Linked DNA regions of Hordeum vulgare: region 2 is linked to region 1. The links are chromatin contacts, called in public Hi-C maps. All regions are on one chromosome and are shown on one strand. The core of a region is the stretch at or near the end of the contact, and the rest is flanking DNA. Distances in the headings are between cores, read along the strand shown. Region 1 overlaps LOC123443593 (metal transporter Nramp4-like). Region 2 overlaps LOC123443596 (chaperone protein dnaJ 15).

Region 1 (7,695 bases), core at 1,392-3,891:
ACGCTGGCCAAGTTCATGGCGGCATCCCATCATGACTACAACACGCTCAAGATGCGAGGGTTGATGAGAATCATCACCACCCACGCTGAAAACAAGGACGTGATCCTCTGCATCGACGAGCTATACCAGGAGGCAGTTGCAGCGTCCGCCGACAAGGCACTCGCTCCTGTCGGCGAAAACTCCTGGGAGGGAGAGAAATAGAAAGAAGCCCGGCAAGAACTCTGGCGAGGACTCTGGGAAGCGCACTCTAGAGTGCCACATGCCCGTTGGCGACGTGCTAGAGACCTTTGCTGCCGGAAGCAAGAGAAACAAGACCACCAAGCCCTTACCGGGCGGGACAAACCTCTAGCGCCGACAAGATCCGCCTAGAACCTGGAAGCGACGCCCAAATGTGAAGCACGCATAAACAGTGGGCGTTTTCGTGAGTCCCACCCGCAATGCGCGATTGCCGGGTCATCCCGCAACCACTTCTGTACAAGTCTCTAGACAGAGCATGTAATTCTTTGTACAAAGCCAGACGATGACCCTGCGCATAGTAAATAAAGCTAAATATTCCACAACCTCTTGTCAAAGTACATATTTATATTGTGTATTTTGCGTAAAATGTTGTGGTCACTCACCACTTGCACAAGACGGATATTGGATCGACAAGATTCCTAGCCTCCTCTATTTTTCTCTTCTTTTTTTCTCAAGGAGGAGAAGAGGCCCCCGCATGCAAGTCTTTCTGGGGGAGTGATGGTATGGACACCTACAAGCGCGGGGACAACCATCTTGCGGCAAGGAAAGCAACAAAAAAAGCTAAGTAAAATCTTTGTGCGATGTAAAATTCGAGTTGTTTCCCCGCCAACAAAAACTTATACTTGTATGAGAAAACCTGCATGGGAAGGGCCATTGTTTGAATTGTTCACGCTCCAGTTTGTTTCAAGTCTTCTCAACATCCTGAGCAGTCGCGACAAAGATAACAAGGTGGCCTTGCCTACGGCGGCATCACCGGCAGATTGCTAAGGGTCTGCCCTCAAGCTTTCACGCTACCGATGTGCACACCGGTAGGCATACCCACCAAGCGTAAGGATTCAAACAAGCAAGTACAAAATTGAGCACTAAAGGAAATATACATTTGTCCTAAGCAGACGAAATGTAGTGCATACAAAGTTGTGCCATTAACCCGCGATAAATGTTTTGGGTACACGCATTGCAGAAACAGGAGGTTAATTGTTTAGGGTTACAGAGCCAACATTATCAAAGATCAGGACAACAAGGTCGTCGTGTTCACTGGTGTCGAAACCCTTCGGAAATCTGGAGAAGGCTTTGCTCAGATCAACGTCGGGGTTGTGATAGGAGACCTTCACCGGGACCTTGTGGAGGGCCTCGCGACACAGCTCACAGCAGCCATGGAGGAATTCGTCAACCCTCCCCACTTCATACTCCGCCAAGACGTCGACGAACTGTCGAAAGAAGATGGATAGACGTGCGCTCGCCGTCTCCCGAGCATCGCTGGAGAAGGTGCACTCCTCCAAGCCCATCTTTACGAGTTGGGTGGAAAGCATGCCGACGATGTCCACTAGCTGCTCCGTCCACAACCCAACGCTTTCCTGGAGTTTGTTGGAGACGTCCGTGGCATAATCAAGCAGTTCCTTCTCCTTCTGGAGTTCTTCAAGCAAACTGCGCTCCCTACTCTGGGTGGCCTCCAGGATGCCTTCATGGGTGCTCCTCGCGCTCAGGCCAGCATTGGTGGTCGCGGCAACCTCCAGCTCCTTGGCCTTGTCGGTGAGTCCCGCTTGCAGGTCTGCCAAGGCCGGAGTGCCCTTCTGGGTATCATCCTTAAGCTTCAAGATCTCCTGTTTGGAGGCAGCGAGGTCCAGTTCCAGCGGATGTACCTTGCCTTCCAGTTCGACCTTGGCAGATTGAGCAGCTTCGGCGGGCCTCCTTGAGTTTGCCGGTGTGCTCCACTGCTTGTTCCTCGAGGGCGCCCTCGTGCTGCAGTTCTAGCTCCCGGATCCGGCTCTCAGGTCCAACCTTCAGGGCCACCTCCCGGGCGGCAAGTTCCTCTTCATGGGCTTCAAGTTGGACCTTGCGCGTGATCTACTCAGCCTCAGACTTGGCAAAGGAGTCCTCGTCCTCCTTGTTCGGTTGCTTTAAAATTGGAGGGGTTTCAAGCGGATTGAAAGGAATTAAATCCTCTACAAGTTAAATTTCATGTCAATCAATCCCATCAAGAACGGGATTGGAAGGGATTGAAGGGAATTGACATGAAATTTGACTTGTAAGGGATTTAATCCCTTTCAATCCGCTCCAAACCTCTCCAATTTTAAAGCAACCGAACAAGGCCTTAGGATCTTCTCCGCCTCGGGCCCTCGGCCTTCCACTTTATGAAGGCGACTCGATCCTTAGCGAGGTACTCTCGGTCCTCGGTGAACTCCTTGCGCTTCTCGACGAACCAGTCTTGCGAGTCGGCGAGGCGCTCTTGGAAACTTTCTTCCGCCGTGGCGAGGAGGGCTTCTCCACGGTCCAACTTCTACGAGAAGTTGGCATAGTGCGCCTACAGCTGTCGTAAGCCCTCGCCCAGGGAAGACAGGATGGCGCGTGCTCCTTGGCCTCGTCATTTCCACCACGAGGGTTGACTCTCACCTCCCCTCCGGCGGTGGCAATAGTGTCGTCGATGGCCTTGAGAACTTCCAGGGAAGGTGACAGACTACAAGTCTCCCACCCTAATGTATCGGCTTCGTGGTGGCGCTTTTGACGTTGACGGCCCAGCGGCTGTTCCGCTGGCAGCCCCGGTCATGATGAACGCACCCGCCCCAAGCGGTCCTGAAGCGGAATTGCTCTCGGAGTCCGTCAACACTTCCACACACGGCATCGCAGCAGGTTCCTTGCCGACTGCCTTGGTGTCGCTGCGATCTGCCTCCTCTTCAGCAGCAATCCGACTCGCCTCGTCGGTGGCCTCCTTGGCAACCTCCTCCACACTGGGGCCAGCGCCCGTGCCCTCAGGCGGAGGCAGATCTGCAGCAAAGAGATTGGGATCAAGGAATTTCAAGAAGACAAAAAGAAAAATGCAGAAACAAAGATTTCAGCAATAAGGGACTTACTCGTGGGTTCTTTTTGAGGAGGGGCATCCTCTCCCCCAGCAAGATTTGTTGCGTTCACTTGGCCACCGGCGACATCGTCTGCCAGCATGCCCTAAGTGCGGACAGGCTCATCGGTAGAAGCCCTTGCCGGAGAGCTCCCCTCCGGGGTCGAGCGTACGTGAGCTGCCTCCGGGCGCTCGGACTCCACCTGCGGTGGGATGGAGGCGGCGTCGTTGGCGTGCGCGCCTACATTCATCGACGGATGCGGAGGCGTAGCCTCGCGCCAGGGGCTCGTCGATGGACTGAGATCTATGACCTCCCGTCCTTTTTTTCTTTTTTTGGAAAAGGAGGTTAAACCTCCGGCCTCTCCATCAATCGATGCATGCAGCCATCTTTATTAATTATTCCACAAAGGACTAACAGGAGTATACATCAATTCACCCAAAGCCACCACTCACACCTACAAACTCGATAATGTGGAGTGCTCTCACTCCACATATCTAAGACCGGTGTTGTCGCTAATCCATCCGCATAACGTATTGGAAGCAACAGCCGATGCAGCACACCTAAAACGCACACCTCACGCATACGTTTTACAAGCCGTCATCATCATCGAACCACTGACCCATCTTCAAGAAAGAGATCCGCATCTTCCATGCCAGTCCAAACATCCGTCAACGCCACCACGGCGCCCAACGGCGCCACCGCCCTGCGCACATCCGTCCAGATGCGAAGACCTCCCGTCCTGGCACTGAGCTTGTCGCCTTCCTCGCGGTGGATGCAGGTTTCGCCCTCTTGTCCGGCCACTAAACCAAGGGCTCCTCGTCCCTGCAGGAACAACAACAACAACAACAACATGATTCAACGAAAAAACAAGCAAAGATGAATCAAGGATCGAAAGGGCAAGCACTCACTCGTCATCCTCTTCCCCCCAGCCGAAGGAAGACAAGATCCACATCCCCTTCTGGTGGGGAGCGGGGGCTGGTGGCGGAGTAGGCGCCCTGGAGCGCCAAAGGAAGACAAGATCCACATCCCCTTCTGGTGGGGAGCGGGGGCTAGTGGCGGAGTAGGCGCCCTGGAGCGCCCTACTGGCTCGCCATAAGCGCTTTCCACGCATGTGGCGGCTGTCCACCTCATTCGCCGCGGCCGGGAAACATCAGCTGCGGGGTCCTCCTCCTTCCCTTCGCCCTCAACCTCCGGGGGATGAGCGCGACGGACCGGCTCCCTTGTATTGGCCCTACGGAGCACATGCGTCCTCTTGGGGACGTCGCGAATCGGGGGCTCCGCAAGCTCCGGCTCAGCCACAACCTCCGCGCGGCGAGCTCCTCCTGCCGGCGCTATGCTAGCGTCTCCTCGTCACGCCCCTCCTCATGGTGGCCCTCCTCCACTCTGCTTCTGCCCATGTTAAGGCCCGCTTCCGCTTCGATGGGGACTGAGATCCAGTGACTTGTGTTCCGCAAGTCACGTTGTAACTGGCTCCCTCTCATCAGCCCTCCAAACAACATCTAACGGACAGGAATGACCCAAAGCAAAAAAAGGCCTCCACACTACACCTGGGCATCCATCCAACACAGCTAAACAAAGAAAATGCTTCAGCCTTGGCCGTTCAGTCACTAGATAGTACAATCAACAATTTTCAGTCAGCTAACAATACAAATGTAATAGTACTAACAGCTTATATATGTACTGAATAAAAGAATATGGTAGAGATAAGAGAACAGTTTTTTTTGCAGAGATAAGCTACAGTTCCTTTTTTGCAGAGAATGAATCAAAAAGTTAGTAGAGATAAGCTACAGTTTTTGTAGAAATAAACTACAGTTTTTTACAGAGAATGAATTGGATGATGTAGAAATAAACTTGCATGCTAGAACATATCAGCATCATCACAAGGTGTAGCCGACAAGACCTGCTGGGTGCTAGACGTCGCTGATTCTCATTTGCATTTATTTTTCGTTTGAACAAGGGTGCTAGACGTCGCTGGACAAACACCGATGACTGTGGACGGCGAGATTCAACGGCGCTGGGAGCGTGATGTGCATCTTCGTCCACTATAACTGTGAGCTTCTCCGTCTTGAGGCTGCGTTGCACTTCCTGAGGTAGAAAAAAAGCCAAAATACGACGACCAACGATGTGATGCCAAGGACACGGGAGACAGAGAACGAGCGGGCCGCGACACTAGCACCCAAGCCCACAATGTCTTCCACCTCCTCCTCCCCCTCCTCCTCTTCGAGAGTGCAAAAAATGAAGCTAAATCATACATGCTGAAGTAACTCTGGGCATGCAAGTTTATTTCTACATCATCAGATTCATTCTCTGCAAAAAACTGTAGTTTATTTCTACAAAAAATGTAGCTTATCTCTACTAACTTTTTGATTCATTCTCTGCAAAAAAGGAACTGTAGCTTATCTCTGCAAAAAAAACTGTTCTCTTATCTCTACCATACCATATTCTTTTATTCAGTACATATATAAGCTGTTAGTACTATTACATTTGTATTGTTAGCTGACTGAAAACTGTTGATTGTACTATCTAGTGACTGAACGGCCAAGGCTGAAGCATTTTCTTTGTTTAGCTGTGTTGGATGGATGCCCAGGTGTAGTGTGGAGGCCTTTTTTTGCTTTGGGTCACTCCTGTCCGTCAGATGTTGTTTGGAGGGCTGATAAGAGGGAGCCAGTTACAACGTGACTTGCTGAAGACAAGTCACTGGATCTCAGTCCCTTCGATGGTGGCGAGTATCATCGACCCTTCATCCCTGACGCACGCCTCCGTCAGGTCGTCGAACCACGCCTGCACCACCTCCTTTGTCGGGGCCCGCCACATGGGATCCACCCCGTGCACGTTGCAGGCCGGCATCATCGCTACTATCGCATCTTTGAGGGAGTTGTTGCAGAGCAGGATGATGGACGGCGGGAGTATGAACTTGACGTCTGGGTGGAAGAGCTGGTGGCGGAGGGAGACCAGCTACAGGAAGGTCAGGTCGCCGTCGCCCGGGGCTTACTCGCATGACATCGACATGACCAACAAACTCCCATGCGTAATGCCCTATCCTGGAGAGGGGCAATGCGCCTGACGAGGAAATCAGAGCCCGCCATCTCTATGGTGAGCCCAGCAGCCCTCAGCCGGAGCATTCGGGTGATGGCGATCTCCAGCTTAGCGTCGTCTGGAGCAAGGGCACTCCAAGCATCCTTCTGGACGGGTTTCAACTTATGGACCTCCGTGAACGATGAGGACTCCTCGAAACAACCGCCTCGCTCAACCACTCCCATGACCCGCAGTCAATACGCGTCGTGGGAAAGCACTAAAAATCATCATAACCGCAGGCAATTGCGATCGCGTGTGCGTGTGTACTGTTTTTTGGGCCTAGACCAACAAACATCAGACACACAAGTGTGGCCCAGGCCCGGGGGCTACTGTCGGTGTATTAAAATATGGGGGCTTTAGTACCCAGACTTGTACACAGGTAGTCGCGGCCTCGAGGCCGGCAAGACCCTACCGGGCAACATTAACCTTCAAGCAACAACAAGCGAAGACCATAAACAAGGCCCCGGCAGACCTGGCAGCCATCGCGCCCGGCAGGACCCCTCCGCATCTCCGCCCGCTCCACCTCACCACGCTGATTGTCAACATGAGTGAGGTGTCGAGCAGACGGGCAGTTAGGTGGACCTAGTCAGAGGCCTCTAGCAACAGTCAGAGACATGTAGTAGCTTTAATGACACCCGTCCTACGGCGTGTCAAATAAATAAAAGGTGGATGGGCGAACGACACAGAAGGAGAGACAATCCTTGTCGGGGAACGTCGCCAGTGCGCCACCTCATGACGCATTTAATGTGCCTGGTTGCGTCCATCTAATAGTATTTCCTACTATAGCTTTTGTCAGTAGTTTTGGCAGCTATTGTGTGGATTATTCTCCAACCAAAAGATTTTTTTAGCCACTGTGGTAACCCCTTGGACTATAAAAGGAGGTCCAGGGCTACCTTTAGAAATGTCGACTCTCTGTTCATTCTATATGCGTAGCTCCTGCCCTTGATCATCCTTGCCGGCGAGCGCACCTGTACTGTGAACACCCACATAATCCACCAGAGCACATGACGTAGGGTTTTACACTTCTGAGCGGCCCGAACCTGTCTAAACCACCGTGCATGCAGCCGTCGATGATGCTCTTCGTGCACCCATAGTCCCCGCATATTCGTAGCAAAGGGGCCTTGCTGGTCCCATAGATCGAAGTAGAGAAATCACCCCGACACCCTGCAAATGATAACTTGGTGAGAGATTAATAGGATAAATTGCATTCATCAAAGCCTCAACCCAAAAATGTTTACATAGCTTTGCACTTGATAGCAAGCATCTAACTCTCTCCACAATTGTCTTGTTCATCCTCTCACCAAGACCATTCAGCTGTGGTGTCTTCGAGGGAGTGAATTGATGCTTAATACCTTGCTGCTTACAATATGCATCAAATGACCCAATATACTCTCCTCCATTATCAGTGCGAATGCACTTGATCTTCTTCTCAGTTTCTCTCTCAACTGAGGCTTGAAATTGCTTGAATACATCTAGTACTTGATCTTTGGTCCTCAAAACGAAGGCCCAAACTTTCCTGAAAAAGTCATCAATAAAAATCACAAAGTAC
Region 2 (7,695 bases), core at 2,287-4,786, 490 kb before region 1:
CGTTGTTTTCAGTGAGTGGCTTATTTAGCGCATCTGTTGGAGATGCTCTGATGCCTCTGCTAAGAGCCACTTAGTGCGGTAAGAGAGGTGGAAAGTTTGGTGGCGATTTTTTTTGGGGGTGGGGGGTAGGTGAAGCTGATCAAGGACCAAGAGGCGTGCGCGGGGAGGGGGGCAGAACCACGCAGAGCTTCTGTGCAACAATCCATAGTGGAACAGTGTCAAAAGCCGAGACTTACCCGACAACCAGAGTCGATAATCTGGCAGAGTCGATAATGTGACACCAGGAAGGAGCTGCCTAGAAAGTTGAGGAACATGAACAATGGAAGGAACATGAAAAGACAAAATGCTAAGAGTGCCTCCACTATCGATTGGAAGGGGAGTACCAACATTAATAGGAGAAACGAGAGGTCGAATGAAGGACAAAGTGGATGAATCACAAGTCATATGAAAGGATGGTCTCGTGTCCAGAATGCACGGAGATGTTGGGATGTACCTGGCTGTGTAGAATGTGGTCTCTCGGTGCCGGAAGATTCAGTAACAGAACCTATCGATGGAGAACGGGAAGCAACAAGTAGGCACGTAAGTCGCTCAATCTCTAGCTTAGTGAGGGGCTCAATTGAACAGGTGAAGGTAGAAGCACCTAGCGATATAGAACCTAAGTAGTAAGCAGGTGTAAGTCGTGCAATCTCCTGCTCATTGAAGGACACAACGGAAGTGGTCAACGTAGCATCACTGGGAGAAGAGCGGCCAGCACCACCCGTGGAAGTCGCTAAATTAGGCTCTGTAGATGCGATCTAGAGTTGCCATCACCATGTGTAGATTTTGGTGGATGCGATGTTGCAGGCGGGCAAGCACGAAGCACCAAGGGAAGACATGTATGAGATAGGGCATGACCGTAATTGCATGAGCACAGCGGACATGAACACTGCCCGCCCCAAGAGAAGATCGATCAACACTTTGCACAACATCAGGCAAGCCAATCAGAGCACCCTGTAAGCGCAGCCACAGGCGGATCCTCCGATGACCAACAGCCACACAAGGTGGCAGAGCAAACGACCTTTGACCAAGTCACGCGGCGCCACAAACGACCTTTGACCAAGCTGCATGCCCACCACTACAAGGAGACGACCGGCATGACAACAGCAACCCATGCTGGCATGGAGAGTAACCTGATCTAGACCTGGAGATGCCAGATCTGAGCCGGCCTGGACCACAGCCAGTGCGCCCCACCCGTTAGAAAATCAGATGACCATAGACCACGCAGCCCCAAGGCCAAAGAGGCACCCAGCAAACACGCATCTCTCGATGCAGAGGCCGGGGCTCAGCCTCCTTTTCTAAAAAAAAGCAAACACGGCTACACGATGGGTTTATGGCGCAGAGGAACCCGGAGAGCTGCAGGGGCCGGCAGGGCCGGGCAAGAAACAACATATGTGAACTGGGGATAAGCGCTGGAGAGACCCCACGGCCACCATTGGCTGGCCGACGACTCCCTCAAGGGGGGAGTAACAAGATAATGAGGTTTTGTTGGCGAGGAGAGCGACATGGGAGGCGTATGATCGGAATCAAAACAAATAGTCACATGTGTGCTGTTATAATTACGAGAGTTGATCCTGAATACAGAAAATAATTTATTGTGACATTCAGTACGAACATTTGATATACATTGTTGCTAAAGATCTGTGATCTCTGCAGGTTGATGATATGTTGAGAGAAAGGGATGACATCCATTCTTCATTCACGACCGAACGAACTATCACGAGCTCACTTGGAGCTGGTAGCAGCAGCAGTAGATATCCAGTTGAGCAGAACAAAACTGAGAGTCCCGAGAACGGTAACATAGATGGCAGGGAAAAATCGACTAAAAAGAAGTGGTTTAATCTAAATCTTAATAGATCTGACAGGAGAGCCTGAGCAGTTTATTTTCATCAATGTCAGCATCGGCACATCCACCGTTGTACATTACGGAAGCTCAATTGTATTTGTGTACACTTGGCGTTGTTTTTCATTTCTAGCATAGCAGTTTTGAGTACAATCGTGTACTATTCATTAACAATTCTTCTTCCTCCACTTGAGGTACGATTGCCTGGTGTCACAGTTTCCTTTCTCTATTCCCATTGTTAATCATCCTGGGAGAGCATATTATGTTAAGGCGCTTGCTACAAATCAACTTGATTCCTCTTTCAATCACCGCATCAATCTCCCCCCAACATCTTCTACCTCCACTGCCCGTGGCATCTATGGACAGCACCACACCGTTGCAGTTGTATCGTCGGGGAGCAACACCATGGATGCTGAGTTCCAGCTCTGTCAGCGGCGAGCAGCAGCATGGGTGATGCGTTGAAGCTTCGTCAGTCAGTGAGCAGCGTCATGGATGCTGTGTTGTAGCACCATCGTCGCTGCCGCGTTGCAGTTGCAGCTCTATCGCTGGCGAGCAGTTGCTGTGTTGCAGCTTTGTCGGTGGCGAGCAGCGCCATGGATACTGCGTTGAAGCTTCTTCGCTGGCGAGCGGCCCCATGGATGCTATGTTGAAGCACCATCAATGCCGCGTTGCAGCTCTGTCGCAGGCGAGCGCCCCATGGATGATGCGTTGCAGCTCTGTCATTGACGTGCATCGTTGTCACAACATGATGCGGTTACATTAACGTCTCCTCTCCTCTCAACCGCGGCTCCATGCTTCACCACAACCACGGAAGGCAACAGTCGGTGCTTAGAAGTAGCGTTGACAATTGCGGGTTGAAGCTTGATCGCAGTGTGGCCAGCCGTGTGTGGGATGTATGGTGGTTCGTGTTGAGCTCGGCCCCATGGCTAGCCGACATGAGGAAAGGGGAGAAAAAAGAATAAAACAAGAGCATGTGGCTCAAAGGAAGATAAGGTTGGGGAGAATGTGGACAGGCCCCCCAGAGGACACTCGTCTAGTGAAGGAGGTTTACTTAAGGAAAAGATCAGCCGGTTTAAAGTAAATGTTTTCGTTATGTTAAACTGTGTTGGAACGTTGCACAGTTTCTGTAGTTGTGTGGTACTCCCTTCGTCCCAAACTTGTCTAGATATGAATGTATGTCTAAGACAAGAATTTTAGAACGAAGGGAGTAGTCTTTAGGATCTTCGTGATCACGACTTGGGTGCCTATTCTCCAGGGCGCTCGGTTATATAGGGAATCCGCTAGAGATGCCCTTAGGAACCTCTCAGTACGATCAAGGGAAGAATTATTCTCCTCAACTCTAGCTGTCCGTACTCCCCGCCTATGATTCCGCCATCGGTTCAGCTCACCCAACAATCTTCTGTGCCATTGCTTCCACGGGCGGAGCTACAGGGTGGACGGCCCACCCTGGAAATTCGGAGCAGCCTATATACCTATGGATCATTAACTGGGCCAGAGAAAAAAAAAGTCCCAATAATAGTTACCTGTTGACCCAGGGGCCAGGACCAACGCAGACACAACCCACAATCACGTCCTTGTTCCACATCAAGCCAGGGGACAACCGCCTCGTCCTGACGCTCTCGTGCCTCGCAAACCCCGGTCGCTGCCCTTGCCGGTCGTTGACTCGCCGGCCGAAGCCCAGCCCTGGATGGGGATCCCGCCTCTCCTTCCCTGTGAGCTGCGTGTGTCCCTGTCCCGTGCGGCTGCGCCCTGCCCCGGCTTGTCTCCTACAAGTGTAAGTGCAGATCTTGCTCCCCTTGTAGCTATTTTTTTTTAATAATATATTTTTTAAATTAAATTTGATAAATAATATGCAGTTTGAATTTTTTACGAAAATAGTACACCTTCGGTCGCAGGTTAGCCGATAGGTCCCTATCGGCCGCGGTGTAGCCGACTGGGCCTATTCGGCCGCAGCTTAGCCGATAGATTCCTGTTGGCAGCAACGTAGCCGACTGGACATCACGCTACAAATCCCGGCTTGAACTCATCGCACGCCGCACCACATCCAGCCACCACGTCCCGGCCATTACGCAGACACATCCAACTAACGCAACCGGCGGACAAAGCCCACGCACACAACTCACGCACGAAGGACGAGGAGAGAAAAAGAGATCAGGAGGCGGGCGGGCTGTTCAGCAAGACGACATGGATTGATTGATTGCATGGCTGTATGCACGTGAGTTCATGCATGTACTACCTAGCCTATACTTGCACTACATACTACTAGTATAAGGTATAGTCTTACAAACACATGCAGGTTTACAATTTGGAAGGCCAAATCCACATCTATGATATGCATGCAAGGTAGCATACCGTATACGTATCTCTTAGAGTACCCGTATACCGGCAACCTGGCCGACGGCGTATTTAGCCAAAAATAAGACACAAATTGATACGTCCAAGACAGCCAGAAGTCTCTTGTTCGATGAATGCTTTGACCTCACGCACAAGTTGTTTTCTTTTGCAGGAGTGTGCGTCAAAAAGATCGATCAAATGCATCAAGAGGCGAACAGGCAGCGGGAGAGGCACGTCCAGAGAGAAGAAGTCACGCGCACATATCTCCATCAGCCACGCCGCGCACATCCATTAGAACATCTCCAACAGTCGCGCCGCGCGTAAAAAACCTGTTTGCCGCGCGCGCTTCGGCTGGTTTAGCGCGGCCGCCAGCGCTGGCTCCAACGACCGCGCTATAATGCAGCGCGCGCTGCTCTAGCAGCGTACAAAAATACAGCGCGCGCAGCACGCACAAACCACACATACATTTCAAAAAATAGGAGCAAAAATGATCAAACACACAAAATAAATGAACAATAAATAGTCATTACAACTCAAACAAATAGTTTATCGTTCGGTACAACAAATAATGCGAGGGCCGGCGGGACTAGGAGGGAGTGGGGCGGAAGCGCGGCGGCGCAGGGATAGGCCGGGGAAGCGCCTGAACGGCCGCCGGGGGGCGCAGGCGGCGGCGGCGGGGATAGGCCGGGGAAGCGCCTGAATGGTCGCCGGGGGGCGCGGGCGACGGCGGCGGCGCGGGGATAGGCCGGAGAAGCGCCTGAACGGTCGCCAAGGGGCGCGGGCGGCGGCGGCGGCGTGGCCGCATGGGGGGTGGGAGTGGGAGAGCGAGCGCGCGAGAGTCCAGCGCGCGGGAGCTGGCGCAGCAAATAAGCGGCGCACGATTGCGTTTCGGCCAGCGCGCTGAACTGCATATGCCGCGCACGCCGTTTTTACGCGCCCGCTGGAGCCACCCGCCGCGTTGCGCGCGTGCTAAAACGGTCTAATTTGCGGCGCGTCGCTAGTTTAGCGCGGTTGTTGGAGATGCTCTTAGCCCCATGCGTTCCAGTTAACCTTGCTGCGGGCGAGTTAGTTCCACTTACACTTCCAGTCGGCCTTGCCGAGGCCGAGTAGGACCAGTCGGCCTCACCAAGGCAGAGTAGTTCCATTCGGCTATGCCTCGACCGACAGGAGCCCATCGGCCATGCCGCGGCCGATGATGTATTATTTCTGTAAATAATTCGAACTGTGTATTATTTATCAAATTTAACTAAAAGAATATAGTATTTTTCAAAAATTCGATGTTGAGATGAATTAGAATTCCCCCTGTCATCAGGAGTGTGAGGAACTTGGTAGTCTTCTTCGCTCAGCAGCCAATGCAGTCGAAGCACCTCGAGTGGCCGAGCTTCCAGAACACGAACGCTTGCACATAAAGATTTTTTCCTTAGGTAAGTGTTATTCAAATTCTGTTTTCATATATTTTTAACAGTGCAATGCATTCCCTTGTGGGCTTATCATCTTACCACGTTTTGATTCCCCAATTTCTGGATTACGATTATCATGTACTCCCTCCGTCCTAAAATAGTACTCCCTTTGATTTTGGGACCGAAGGAGTAGATGAACCGGACACATGCATAATTTTACACATTTCTGCCATAAATAACTTTTGAAGGTAGTACTATGTAGGTTACTTTATACAAAACTTAGACTTAATTTAGAATTTGAGTGTGATTGTAAGATCATATTGATGTATTTCTATGTGATATTGGAAAGTAGTTAGAGCCTTTACATGGTATATTATCTTTTCCTGCTTCTGTCGTCCGTCATGCCACTTTTACAAAAAAGCCTGTGACGTTTCCTGAAATCAACCCGCAGTCCGGATTTAAGTAAGAAAACGAATTGTTTTTTTGCATTTTTCAGAAAATCCCCTGATGTTTCAGGTAATTAACCCGTCGTCCGTATTTAAGTCAGTCGAAACGTTTTTTTTGTTTTAACAAAAGAAAACCTGACTTTTCAGTTAATCAATTCATATTTTATCTAAAACAAAAGTATCCATATCTTTTAAACCGTAACTTCGACTTTAACATGTTATATATGAAATTTGATTAAAAAAAATGTGTAGAATCTAAATAGGATGTTATTTCCAACTGTTGAATACTTTTTAAATATTATTTTTGGTGCAAACTTAATCTGTAGTGCATGGTTCTTTTTTTTTCTCTCTTTCCAGCGACGATATGAATTGTAATAAACATCCATTAAATTAAAACCAAATTGAGAGGAAAGAAAACATCGTTAACCATACATGCACACCTTTGGAAAACCTCGTGGGGAGAAACAACATATTTCTCATCTTATTCCGAGTGACTGTACACTCAAACGCGTTTTCGTTGTGTGAGCACTAAGGCCATCGTCGGCAACACAAATGTGATGTCATGTGAAAATATATTTGCGTTCAGAGCGTGTGTTATTTTCTCTTCCGTTGCAACGCACGGGCTCTTTTGCTAGTTTCTTATAAAAAATGAAGGGACGGACCACCCTGGTCTCCAATGCTAGCTCCGCCGTTCATTGCTTCTGTCGTTGAAGCTGCCACAATACTTGCTGTCCATGTTGGTACTACCCCCTCTATTTCCTTGTCACTACTGCCCGTGCTAATACGCCACGGTACACTTCTCCACTGCTCCACCACCAATCTCTTCATCTTGCCACCCAATCCTTAGTGATCACATCATAAATTACAACCAATTAGGTCATCTTTAACACACATCCTTAACATGTTTGGACCGACGTGTGTCTGGACGATGCGAGCTATCCAATGAGGTGCCCCATCGGTATGTGGACGTGCCCGCGTGTTTGGAATCATGCAAACCACGTCTGCCATTTTCGCGCATGAGCGCCACGTCGCACCCAAAACTATCTTCGCTCGAAACCCCTCTCCGTGTAAAGTGGTTGCTGCACATTCATGCCGGCCAGGACGCTGTAGAGCAGATGGGACTCCACGACATTAATGCTGGTCAGAGCAACGCGATCTAAAGAGCGGGCGGCGCCGCTTCAATGTCAGCGCAACGACTGAGAAGCTTACTCCGTTCGTTGAGCCGCATCGAAGCCGGTTGCCAACCCGTTCCCATGGCCACGGCTATATAGCACGACTTAGGCGCCGTCCACACCACACCTTCTCCTCTCCCCTCACTGATGATCTGCTTCTCTTCGTCTTGCTCATTGCCATTGATAATATCGAAGTCTTGATTCTCCACGCTAGCATGTGGTGGCTCTGGATCTCTTTGCGATCTGGATCATGGGGCCGCTGTCGTCGCTCTCCAGAGCCATCGTCCTCCACAACACTCAACTCCTCTAGGAAGGAGGAGATCATCCTCTCCTTCGACGATGAGCAAAAGGAGCCGCAACAACACCAATGCCTCCTCACGGAGGCCGCTATGATAGACGTGAAGTACCAGGCGTACTTGGAGCTCCTCCTCGAGCGATTGCTCAAGGACCACGGTTCGGCACCG

Evidence for each region. A called contact is a pair of places that touch in the nucleus more often than the background predicts.
Region 2: a contact with region 1 is called in a Hi-C map of seedling, with 2.7 times the contacts expected there. The contact joins two enhancer-like sites. A contact is called at or near these places in 2 of 6 Hi-C or Micro-C datasets (leaf and seedling) and 1 of 1 datasets of contacts at active chromatin or transcription factors (embryo).

The regions. Positions count from the first base shown.
Region 1 is chr3H:239,410,692-239,418,386 of MorexV3_pseudomolecules_assembly, reverse strand. The region is part of intron 5 of LOC123443593 (metal transporter Nramp4-like); the gene reads left to right. LOC123443595 (a long non-coding RNA gene) reads right to left here. Exons shown (of 2, transcript XR_006630743.1): 1 at 3,087-7,695; 2 at 1,102-3,000. Among protein-coding and RNA genes, the nearest start is that of LOC123443595, 8.0 kb to the right of the region's middle. Within about 2 kb of position 2,641, at least 3 of the 3 cell types and tissues checked have open chromatin away from gene starts, as enhancers often do. A contact at or near this core is called in leaf and seedling, where this site is marked.
Region 2 is chr3H:239,898,177-239,905,871 of MorexV3_pseudomolecules_assembly, reverse strand. It overlaps LOC123443596 (chaperone protein dnaJ 15), which reads left to right. Exons shown (of 12, transcript XM_045120043.1): 12 at 1,693-2,079. The coding sequence ends at 1,911. Among protein-coding and RNA genes, the nearest start is that of LOC123443596, 36 kb to the left of the region's middle. Within about 2 kb of position 3,536, at least 3 of the 3 cell types and tissues checked have open chromatin away from gene starts, as enhancers often do. A contact at or near this core is called in leaf and seedling, where this site is marked.